Linked DNA regions of Mus musculus: region 1 is linked to region 2. Evidence: chromatin contacts called from public HiChIP or PLAC-seq data. All regions are on one chromosome and are shown on one strand. Each heading gives the region's core, a stretch centred on a gene start, on an enhancer-like site or on the middle of the called end of the contact. The rest is flanking DNA. Distances are from core to core; before and after follow the strand shown.

Region 1 (5,187 bases), core at 1,841-4,340, 50 kb after region 2:
CATGCTGCCAGTGTGTAAAGTTACAACTGTGACCTGCAATAAGTCTGCACTCAGAGAATCTCAACTGCTACACAGGACATGTCAAGTGGCATTTCCCCAGGCAGAACATGGTTGTAGATGGAAAAGATGAATGGATGGGCATCAGGCAATGGGAAGGCCCAGCAGCGGGGTGGAGCAAGGCAAATGCCAAAACAGACCTTTAGTCACACAGTGCGCTAAAGAAGGAGATGACACCAGAGGGGGAGAGCCAGGCTGCACAGTATCTTTGGAGTCCTGTCAAGAAACATTATTTTAAGTGAGCTCAGGTGAAAACCAGAGAAAGCTGCAATGGTTACCATGCAAGGGAATGCAGCTTTCATGAGGTTGGTGCGCCTGAAGCTGCACACGAGCTAGTTTCTGGGGGGTTATTGATATGTTTAAAGGTGAAATCGGCTGGACTGGGTATGATCCGGTAATAATAGCAATTAATGATCAAGAACTCTATGATTTAACGTGCCTTTAGCAGGACAGTGAATGGGAAAATGGCCTGTTGTATATATGGTGCCTGCCGCAAGCCTGTGGGCTTCCAGGTGTTGTCAGAGGTACAGACTGACAAATACCTCAGGGGACAGGCCTGGACTGGAGACATAGAGGTGGGAACTGTAGCCTAAGGATGGAAAAGATACACCAAGAAGAGTATGGAGGGGGCAGAAGAGATGGCTCATCCGTTACAAGCATTTGTTGCTCTTCTCGAGGATCTAGGTTCAGTTCCCAGCACCCACACAGTGACACACAACTATCCATAACTCTACTTTCAGGGATTCAAATATCCTCTTCTGATCTCCATGGGCACCAGGCAAACATGTGATGTACATGTATATATACAGGCAACACACACAGCTATGCACTCACACACATACATCCACACACACAGCCAAAGATTCCCCCCATCTGTGAAGCTGGTTGGTAGTGCCTAGAGGCCCAGATCCCCAGGAGGCCTTGCCACCATCTACCGGCTTTAATTCTGACGAGGGAGACATGGTACTGGGACTGGGTACTTGTTGAGCTGTGCTCTGCAACACATGTTGATCCACACCCCACCCCCAAACTCTCTGGAAAGGGACAATGGAGCCAGTCCCTCAGTTGGTGTGGAAACAAAGCCTGAGACACAGGGACTTGAAATCCTGGACTGTTCTGTGGTCTTTGAAGATCTCGTTTATTTCTTGGCATCAGCTCAAGGCTGAGGTGAAGGAGCAGATGCAGGAATCTGGAAACTACCAACTACAACCTTCTTCTTCCACAGGTCATGACACCAGGGCCCTAAAGTGCAGGGCCTGTGAGGACAGAGTACGCCCAGGGCTGAGCAGACACCACTGCCTTGCATAAGAAGGTGGAAGGACAGAGAAGAGGCCAGTCTTGGTGACAGGCATGAGGTGGGGAGTTAGGCTCTTCGTCCTGCATGGAGCTAGGGCTTCTCTAGGTGCTGAGGGTGGCTGAGGAAGTTGACCTGCTCTGTGTCTGCACTTGACCTGCAGGAGGTCTCTGGTTCCTGCCCCACATGCCCTCCCTTCATGGGTGAGAAGGCGGCTTTGGATCCCCTGGCTGCCAGTGCTGGCAGCGTTAGTTCCTGTTCAGGTAGGTCTGTCCCCCTCCTCCTTCCTTGTGCTCTACTTCATAAAGCCAGATAAACTCCGGACAGCATCAACAACTCTCCTTGGGAGTTTTCTTAGTCCCAGGCAGGAGCCTCGATGAGGAAGCACGCTTTTGGTGTCGCCACTTTGCCCGGCGGTTCTTGAACCAGACCTGAGGAGGAGGGAGACCAGGACAGCTCAGGCCCCAAGGATCCATCATCCAAAGAACTTTGGAAGGGCTAGGTGGTAGGCTTCAATGGAGGTGTAGGTGAATGGATCTGCAACCTCCTTCCCTCACACACTTTCCCAGCCTGAGCCCAGGCTCAGGCGCGCTCTCTCTCTCTCTCTCTCTCTCTCTCTCTCTCTCTCCTCTCTCCCCTTCTTCCCACCCCACCTCTCCTCCTTGTAACCTAGGTGGCTAGGCGGCTTCTTACTGTGTGAGGAGACTGACTTTGATGAACTCATGATCCAGCCTCCATCCCCCAGGGGTTGGGATTACAGATACATGCCACTATGCCTGACTAGATTTGAACATTTCTTAACTTTCTCACATCTGGGGCAGGAACAAACGTGCATTTCATCATCAGGGGAAACTGGGGAGCCGGACAAAGTCAAAGAAAACGACTCTTGACCTCTTCCAGTTCCAGGGACACCCAAATAACGTGCTGGAAGAACCGGCCCCGCGCCCTCATCGAGTGATCATAGGGGGTCTCCCTTCAGTGTAGCCGGCTACGAGTTGAAGCCCCTTCTGGAAGGTCGGTCTTTGAAAAATAAGAGTGGCGCCGGAGTTGGCCTCCAGGCTGCGGGCTGAACACCCACCTCCACGCGCTCCTCTCGCAGGCGGATGCGGACCGCCAAGCGTTCGCGTGTGCCTACGTCGGGATACTGGTTCTGTACGAAGAGTGCCTCGAGCGCCTGCAGCTGCTCCTCGCTGAAGATGGTACGGTGGCGCCGCGTGCGCCTCTGCGGGCCGGGGCCGCTCGTGCCAGTCAGCGCCGGGGAGCCTGCTCTAGGCGCCGTCAAGGGAGAGGGCGTGGCGGGCGCCAACCTCAGCGGCCACGCCAGCCGCAAGCCTGCGGGGCGGTAAGGGGCGGGGTGGGGTCAGGTGTAGGGTTACGGTTCCAATTAGGGTTAGGGGGAGCCAGGCTCGCCCCGCAGGCCGCCCCGCGAGATCCCCGCCTAGTCTTGCCCCTCCGCGCGCACTCACCCGGCCCGGACGATGTCTCCGGGGTTCCGCGGGTCGCAGCGCGCGGGTTGCAGCAGCAGCAGCAGGCGCAAGGAGCAGCGGGGACGGGCGCCTCGGGTTCGTCTAGCTCGGCGGGGTTCCGACCACCGACGGGCTGCGGTGGCCGCGTCGCGGGCCTGCGCTCCGGCAGGCTGGAGAGGATGTGCTCGATGGAGAAAGGGCAGGGTCGCCCGGGGTCCCTGCGGCTGGCCGCGCTGCCTGCAGTCGCCATGCCCGCGGGCGGGCGGCGCAAGAGGCGGAATATATACATAGGGAGGTGGGAGGTGCGGTAATCCCCAGACCGGGCGCCGCGTTCGCGCGTGCTAATCCCGTCGCCAGTCCTCAGAGAGCTAATCCCCGGCCATGGAGGAGGGCAAGCCCCTTCGTCTGGGTACCGGGGACTGCGCTGGGAGCAGGGAGTCCTGCACTCTGCCACGTCTAGAGCTGGAGGGAAAGGAAGGGATCAGGAGCCCATCCTTTATATCTTTTAAGGCAGGCTTAAGGTCGCCTGCCAGGAGGAATGCCAGGACCTTGGAAGCCTCTAACTCACAGGGTCCCCGCCACCTCTCTGCCCCTGGCTTCCCTCATTCCCTCCATGAAACTGGAGATTCCTGGAATGAAGATTTCCAGTGAGCTCAGCACCCTGTCAGCAGGATGACCCTACTTGACAGCTCTTGCTCACTTTGAAGCCCTGGTCTGAATCTCCTATAGAAGAATACCTACAGGATGGGAAGCTGAGACTGACATCCAACTCATAAAGATTCGCCTGCTTCTTGTCTCCTGAGTGCTGGGAGCAAAGGCGCGAGCTGCCAATTCTGTGCCTTCTTTCTAGAGACTAGAAGATATTTTTCTTGTTATCTCCTGTCTTAGAAGGTCCCTGACGCCCTTGCCCGGCTCCTGTGTACATCAACATCTCCCTCACACCACATTTTCTAAGAGCTGTTTCATGTGCCCCTGCCCTACCCTTTGCCCAGGCCAGTTCCGCTTTGTCTACAATATAACTTCTGCCCACTGTTCTTTCCAACTGAGAACAAATACTTGGCCCGATTTTCGTCATTCTCAATTATGAAGCTTTGAACCTCTAGGCCTTTGCTTAAGACACTTTGTTTTGTGATCTCTGAAAATATGGCGTGTGTCTTTCAGGACAGAGCAGCGGACTGCCTCACTGTTACTAAGCATTGTGGCTTGTTTAATGTCATAATACTGATCAACTATCAAGGGTTCTTCCTAAGGGGACAAGCGTTGAGAATGGTGAGCCAAATCTATAGTCGCAGGATTCCAGGGGCTCCAGAGGCCGAGACAGGAGGATTACTGTGAGGGAAAGGCCAGTCTGGTGAGATCTGTATTTTTTTTTTTTTTTTTTAAGGCATGATGATACCTTTAATCCTAGCATTTGAGAGGCAGAAGCAGACAGATCTTTGTGAGTTCCTGGCTAGTCAGAGCTACAGGGCAAGACCCTGTCTCAAAGGAAAAAATGATTTGTTCTTAGGGTTTAAGCAGTTACTGGGTGTGAGATATCCAGAGCACAACTGGACATGGGGTTGATGTCCCAGGAATATTAGCAGCCAGAGTAGGCAGCATACCCAGTCACCCATCTCCCACTTTACCAAGTCCTCTTATAAGTTCTTCTGCTGACTACACTCTAGTACCAGTGAGGACTCTATGGGCTTCAAGTGATGGACATTACTGTCTCATCCATCATAAAAGTCCCAGAGTGTGTTCATCTGAAAGGCTTATGAGTAGCACTATTAACTGTGTGACCTTTCAGCCTGCCTCATGGTTACAGAATGGCTGCCACAGCCCCAGACCTCCTATGGATTCCTTTGGATGCAGAAGACTTGTCTAGCAGACATTCGTGTAGAACATCTGTGCCTAAACCCACCTCAATGCTCAGGGGTGTGAAGTGGCCCGTTACTCTTGTCTGCTCAGAATGGGGCAGCAAGGCCAGGGACAGGAAGGCCTCTGGGATTTCTTCCTCTTTCCATGCCCATAGCCTTGCTTCCTTTCTCTTGTATTTCTCTCCCTGTAGGAAGATGACATGGTGCTCTGCCAAAGCTGTGCCCTTGGGGAGTTCTCCCTCAATGGACCATATTGACCATATTGTCAGGACCATATTGAGGTGTCAGTGAGCCAGGCTCTGTGCACTTGGTGGCAGTCATTTGTGCATGTGGCTCATTTGTGTCTTCTGAACTTGCTTAGAGACGACTGGGGCAATACCACTGTGTGTGTGTGTGTGTGTGTGTGTGTGTGTGTGTGTGTGTGTGTGTAATAGTGTCTTGTGACACTATTTCTGAAAGTATCAAGTAAACAAACATCTACTCACCCCAAGTAGGGAAGCAGTGATAGCCAAAG
Region 2 (5,397 bases), core at 2,135-4,634:
TCCTCGGGGGGAGCAGGAGGGAGGTTAGCAAAGGTAGACTGACACGAGGAGAAAATACACTGAGAGAACAGTCCCATCTCAGGAAGCCAAGACACAAGGCCTTGTGAATCCAGCCAGACTGTGTTCTAGCAAAAGCAAAGAGTAAGAGGAGAAATGGGGGAGGGGGAGGGGAAGGGGAAGAGGAGGGAGAGGGAGAGAAAAGAGCCCAGGACTGGTCTCCTAGAGACTGGGTATTACATAAAGAGGGAGCGTACAGGGTAGAGACAGACCCTGGAAACCTACTGGGCTGGTTGTGAATCCCCTCTAGCCTCTTGCCTTCCTTCTCAGGCTTCTTCCTACTCTTCTGCAATCCATTTTCTGCAACTGTTCTTCCCTCCCAGCTTTCTTCTGCATGATAGTGAAGTCTCAAATGGGAGGCCAAATCCCTGTGATTTTCTTCAGGTGCTGCATGCGAATGTTGCCCATATTTCTAAGCAGCTCTTGCCAGTGTCCTGTGTGCTTCTTGGAATCTGTGCAAATTCTCATGTATACTTGGTTCCCACCAAAGGCTTTCAGCTGGCTGAGCACTGTGCAGATCTGATTTTAAAGGTTTCTTTCCCACAGTCTCACAGGATTCTACTTAACAGGTTTTATCCTGTAGTACCATGACACTTAGCTCTTGGGTGGCCAAACCATCACAACAGAACTCTTCTGCTCTGTAGGGTGGCTGAAACCCAGCAAGGAGAGAGTGTTTCTCTAGGCTTCTCCATCTAACTGCCCTGTTTTCGAGTGTTTACAGAGGGCCTATGACTCTTTAAGGACTGTGCCTGAGTGTCACCTGCCATCTTCCTTGGGGAAAATGTTTCTATTGCTTGAGATAGTCTCACTCTGTAATATGGGGCTGTCTCCTCCTGAATACTGAGATTACAGGTGTTGAGCAGCCAACTGGGTCTGGGATTTCTCAGTTTTGTCAGCTTCGCAGGAGGCAGAAACCCACGCTAGGCAAGCACTCTGCCACTGAGCAATAGCCTCAACCCCTGCTTCCTCGTTTGTTTTAAGTCTTTGCCCATATTCTCCTTTAATTCCTTCAACACACATTTAAGATATTATTTTAAAGTCTGTATTTCTTATATAAAAATGACATGAGAATAAAAAGGGGACTTCCTGGGAAGAGAGGAAGGGGTAAGGACTGAAATTTATTATATTCATGCATGAAATTGCCAAAGAATAAAAATAAACATTGCCGCCAGGCAATGCCTTTGATCCAGCATTCAGGAGGCAGAGGAGGCAGAGGAGGCGGAGGCGGAGGCGGAGGCGGAGGCAGAGGAATCTCTGTAAATTTGAAGTCAGCCTAGTCTACAGAGTGAGTTCCAGAACAGTCACAGCTACACAGAGAAGCCCTGTGCTAAAAAAACAATTAACAACTTACTTACATACTTACTTAATTAAAATAAATAAAATGAACATTGCCTTAAAAAAGAAAATTGTCTGTTTTTCTACAGAGATGGGTCACGTTCTTTTGTCTGTGTAAAAGCACCCATTTCTCCCAGTCTTTGAAGACTTGCCCTGTGCTACAGAAGATAACTACTAAGCAGGGCTTGGTGGGAGTTTGAATCAATGTGAGATGACTTTTTTAAAGATCTTCTCAGATCTCTTTGTTCGTCTTGCCAGTGCTGATGTGTAAGCTTTTCCTGATTTCCACATGCACTACTGTATGTATGTATGTATGTATGTATGTATGTATGTATGTATGTATGTGAGTACACTGTTGCTCTCTTCAGACACACCAGAAGAGGGCATCGGATCCCATTACAGATGGTTGTGAGCCACAATGTGGTTGCTGGGAATTGAACTCAGAACCTCTGGAAGAGCAGTCTTAACTGCTGAGCCATCTCTCCAGCCCTTCACACACAGTACTTTTAAATGTATTAATCTCCCTTCTGAAAGACTCCCTCAGGCAACAGGTCTCTACTTCCTAATGTGACCCTTTAACATAGTTCCTCATGTTGTGGTAATCCCAACCATAACATTTGTTGTTGTTGTTGTTGTTTTTTTTTTTTTTTTCCGAAACAGGGTTTCTCTGTGTATCCCTGGCTGTCCTGGAACTCACTTTGTAGACCAGGCTGGCCTCGAACTCAGAAATCCGCCTGCCTCTGCCTCCCGAGTGCTGGGATTAAAGGTGTGCACCACTACTGCTTGGCCCCAGACCCCTGCAGGTGTGCAGGCCCTTTCATTTTCAAAATATCTGCACTCAACTCTGCATCGCACCTTCCCATCTGCCAGTTTACATCATCAGGAGAAACTGGCAGCAATTTCTCAGGGAGCCCTATCCAGCTAGGGACACTTCACACAAGGCTGGAGGTGGACACTAGGAACCATGTGGAGTAAACATAAGTAAAAACAATATTGAGCTAGGCACACTTGTGCACACCTTTAGTTCCAGCACTCAGGAGGCAGAGGCAGGTGGATCTCTGTGAGTCCAGGGTTAGCCTAGTGTACATAGCCCATCTGCCCCCTCCCTACATAGAGACCTTGTTTCAACATGTATACACAAATGTATCCCAGTGAAAAACTTAAGAGTCAGGTCAGATTGGTCTAAACTATGTAGCCAAGGCTAGCCTTAACCTTTGATCCTCTTATGTCTATCTTCCCAGTGTTGGGACTCCAAGCATGTATAACCATACCTAGTTCATACAATGCTGGGATCAAACAAAGTCTACCAACTCAGTTGTGCTTCTAGTCCTTTCTGCTTGTTTGTTTTTGAGACAAGGTCTTGCTATGTAGTCCAGGAAAGCTCTGAACTGACAATCCTGCTTCAGCTTCCCAGGAGCAGAGCCTGGGTACGTAACCATCACAGCAGCTCAGCACAGTCTCGTCCTAATCTTGGGAGATGTACATTTCCAAGTCTTTCTCAGAGGTAGACAGTCTCTTTGTCCAGCCTGTCGTTGCTTTGGAATGTTTCTGTGGCAGAGTGAGGACTTAGAATTTCCTAGACTGCCATTTTGTTAAGTCAGAATATATATGCATATGTATATATGTATAGCTTTTTGTTTTTGAGACAAGAGTTTCTCTGTGTAACCCTGGCTGCCCTGGCCTCAAACTCAGAGATCTACCTGCCTCTGCCTCCCAAACGCTGGGATTAAAGATGTGTGCCACCACTATCCTGCCAGAATGTATTTTTAAAGTTTTCTTTTACTCCTTGAATTAAGATATCAATAACTGGTTATCTCCACTGCAGGGTTACTGCAAGCTATGCTTTTTTCTAAGTCCCTGAATGCTCTATGTATCCTGTTATACAACAGGATATCCTGAATTTAACCACTGTTTCACACACTGCAGTTACCTCAGGTAATCACGTTCTGACTCTCCTGGCTTAGAATGCTGTGTCAAGTCTGTTAATCATCCATAGAGTCCCGAAGTAGTGATTGTTTTTCATGGTTAAGAGGAAGATAGTCTAGGTAAGCCAGACTGTGGGAACTTGAATGAGGCACAGCTTTTTAGCTGAGAGCATTCTATTATGGCTATTCCTATGACACACCTGTTTATCTCTAGATAAGACTCTTCTGATCTTGTCTGAGATATTCCTTCTTAATTCTTCCCTATGTGTGCCCAAGTGGCTCCAAATTCTAATAGAAAGAGAATGCAATCAGCTCTTCAACAAGTAAAAAGGACCAGATGAATCTCAGCTTGAAGCCACTTTACAGGCTCAGCCACCAATGCTTTCAATTCTTGGTGTGCACTGTAGCCGTTAATTGCTGCATACTGTATTGCTCCCTCACATCTTCATCCCAAATAGTCCTTTCAGGTACCTGTCTCCTACCTGTCTGCTATGGACTTGGTATTACCACTGGATTGCACAGGACTAGAAAATACACCTATGACGTTTTGGTGGGAGGAGTCAGCTGTGCAGTGTGGACAAAGAAGGGTGTGGTGCTGAGACTCTCACCAGTCCTAACTCGTTTCCCTGCCAGGGCCTGTCGCCTCTTAATTTTCAGGAACCCTGCAGGGCAAAGTGCATTTCTCATTGCTCTTCTCGGGAGGTCCATGCTGCAGCTGCTCTGTTAGGTTAAGTCAGCTCGCACTCTACTCCTATTGCAGTTCTTTAAAAATTATGGGCACATGTCTATAGTTCCAACACTTGGACCTAAGGCAGGAGGATGTTGTGAGCCTAAAAGTCTCATAAGACTTTTGAAACCGGTCTGAGCAACATAACTTTGTCTCCTCAAATATCTACATCAGCATCCCAAAGAATGAAAGCTATAAGCATAAGTGAAATATAATAACGAACAAAAGTTCACCTGATGAGCTCAACTCACACCACCTGCTCCTCCCCGTGTCTGTTCCTGATTTCCCATCAGGTAAGGACCCATCAGGGAAGGACCAAGAGTAACTCTGGAGGAGCCATCTGCCACTGAGCCATAAGTCTCGTGCAGCGCGCCTGTGCTTTCTTCAGCGCACCTCATCCGCTAAAGCACAGAATGACCCACAACTGTTTGCAGTTTTCTGTCAACTTACTCTTGTCTACTGACGTATATGTTGATACTTATACCTAACACCATTCTCTGTCATTGGCACAAAACATTTTATCATGTGATCATGTGAGTTGTTTTCTAAGATATTAGTAAAAGAAATGCTAAAAGAATTTCTCCAAATTCTCCCAAATAAGAACCCTAGATCGGGGCTGGTGAGATGGCTCAGTGGGTAAGAGCACCCGATTGCTCTTCCGAAGGTCCAGAGTTCAAATCCCAGCAACCACATGGTGGCTCACAACCATCCCTAATGAAATCTGATGCCCTCTTCTGGAGTGTCTGAAGACAGCTACAGTGTACTTACATATAATCAATAAATAAATCTTAAAAAAAAAAAAAAAAAGAACCCTAGATCATGAGAATGGCCTGATATGGAAGACATTACTTGTTTTCTAAAGCAGGTGGTCCATTATCCACCTTACCCAAACAACAGTGAGAGTCCGGAGCCATCACATCTCCAACACCTAGTTTTACAGACAACTTAATTTCTGCCAACCTCAGGTATGTAAGCAACATCTTACCCAGCCTTTAGAGTACGAACTTGTGTAGCTCTGTGTTTAACTGTAACTTGATTGTGTAAATGAGGACGGCAGAAGCCAATCGCTGGGGGAAGATATAGAGACAGGTTTTCCAGGTCCCAGGAGAAAAAGGAGGAGGCGACATAGAGGAAGGGCTTTCCAGCCAGGCTGTGGAGCCAAGATAGACATCATGCAGACTGGGAGCTATGAGATCTGGTGGTGGCCTCCACCACAGAATGAATTCTAATATAGAATAGCTGGAGAGCTGGTAAGATGGCTCAGTGGGTAAGAGCACCCGACTGCTCTTCCGAAGGTCTAGAGTTCAAATCCCAGCAACCACATGGTGGCTCACAACCATCCATAACAAGATC

Evidence for each region. HiChIP or PLAC-seq counts read pairs in DNA pulled down with a chosen protein or histone mark.
Region 1: a contact with region 2 is called in an H3K4me3 HiChIP or PLAC-seq map of intestinal villus epithelium, with 13 read pairs. The contact joins the promoter of Gsc2 here to the enhancer-like site in region 2. A contact is called at or near these places in 17 of 39 promoter capture datasets (the 3T3-L1 cell line, 3T3-L1-derived adipocytes, the C10 cell line and 12 more), 2 of 15 datasets of contacts at CTCF or cohesin (CD8 T cells and large pre-B cells), 13 of 484 Hi-C or Micro-C datasets (Sertoli cells, cerebellum, cerebral cortex and 7 more), 12 of 115 datasets of contacts at active chromatin or transcription factors (the 230-238 cell line, the SCID.adh cell line, bone marrow-derived macrophages and 8 more) and 4 of 9 other capture datasets (adipose tissue, embryonic stem cells, liver and 1 more).

What each region holds. Positions count from the first base shown.
Region 1 is chr16:17,911,937-17,917,123 of GRCm38.p6, forward strand. Gsc2 (goosecoid homebox 2) reads right to left here and starts at 3,091. Exons shown (of 3, transcript NM_029469.2): 1 at 2,818-3,091; 2 at 2,430-2,683; 3 at 1,178-1,782. The coding sequence starts at 3,067. The coding sequence ends at 1,681.
Region 2 is chr16:17,862,112-17,867,508 of GRCm38.p6, forward strand. All of the region lies in intron 2 of Dgcr2 (DiGeorge syndrome critical region gene 2), which reads right to left. Among named protein-coding and RNA genes, the nearest start is that of Car15, 27 kb to the left of the region's middle. Within about 2 kb of position 3,385, at least 20 of the 459 cell types and tissues checked have an H3K27ac peak or open chromatin away from gene starts, as enhancers often do. A contact at or near this core is called in extraembryonic endoderm stem cells and intestinal villus epithelium, where this site is marked.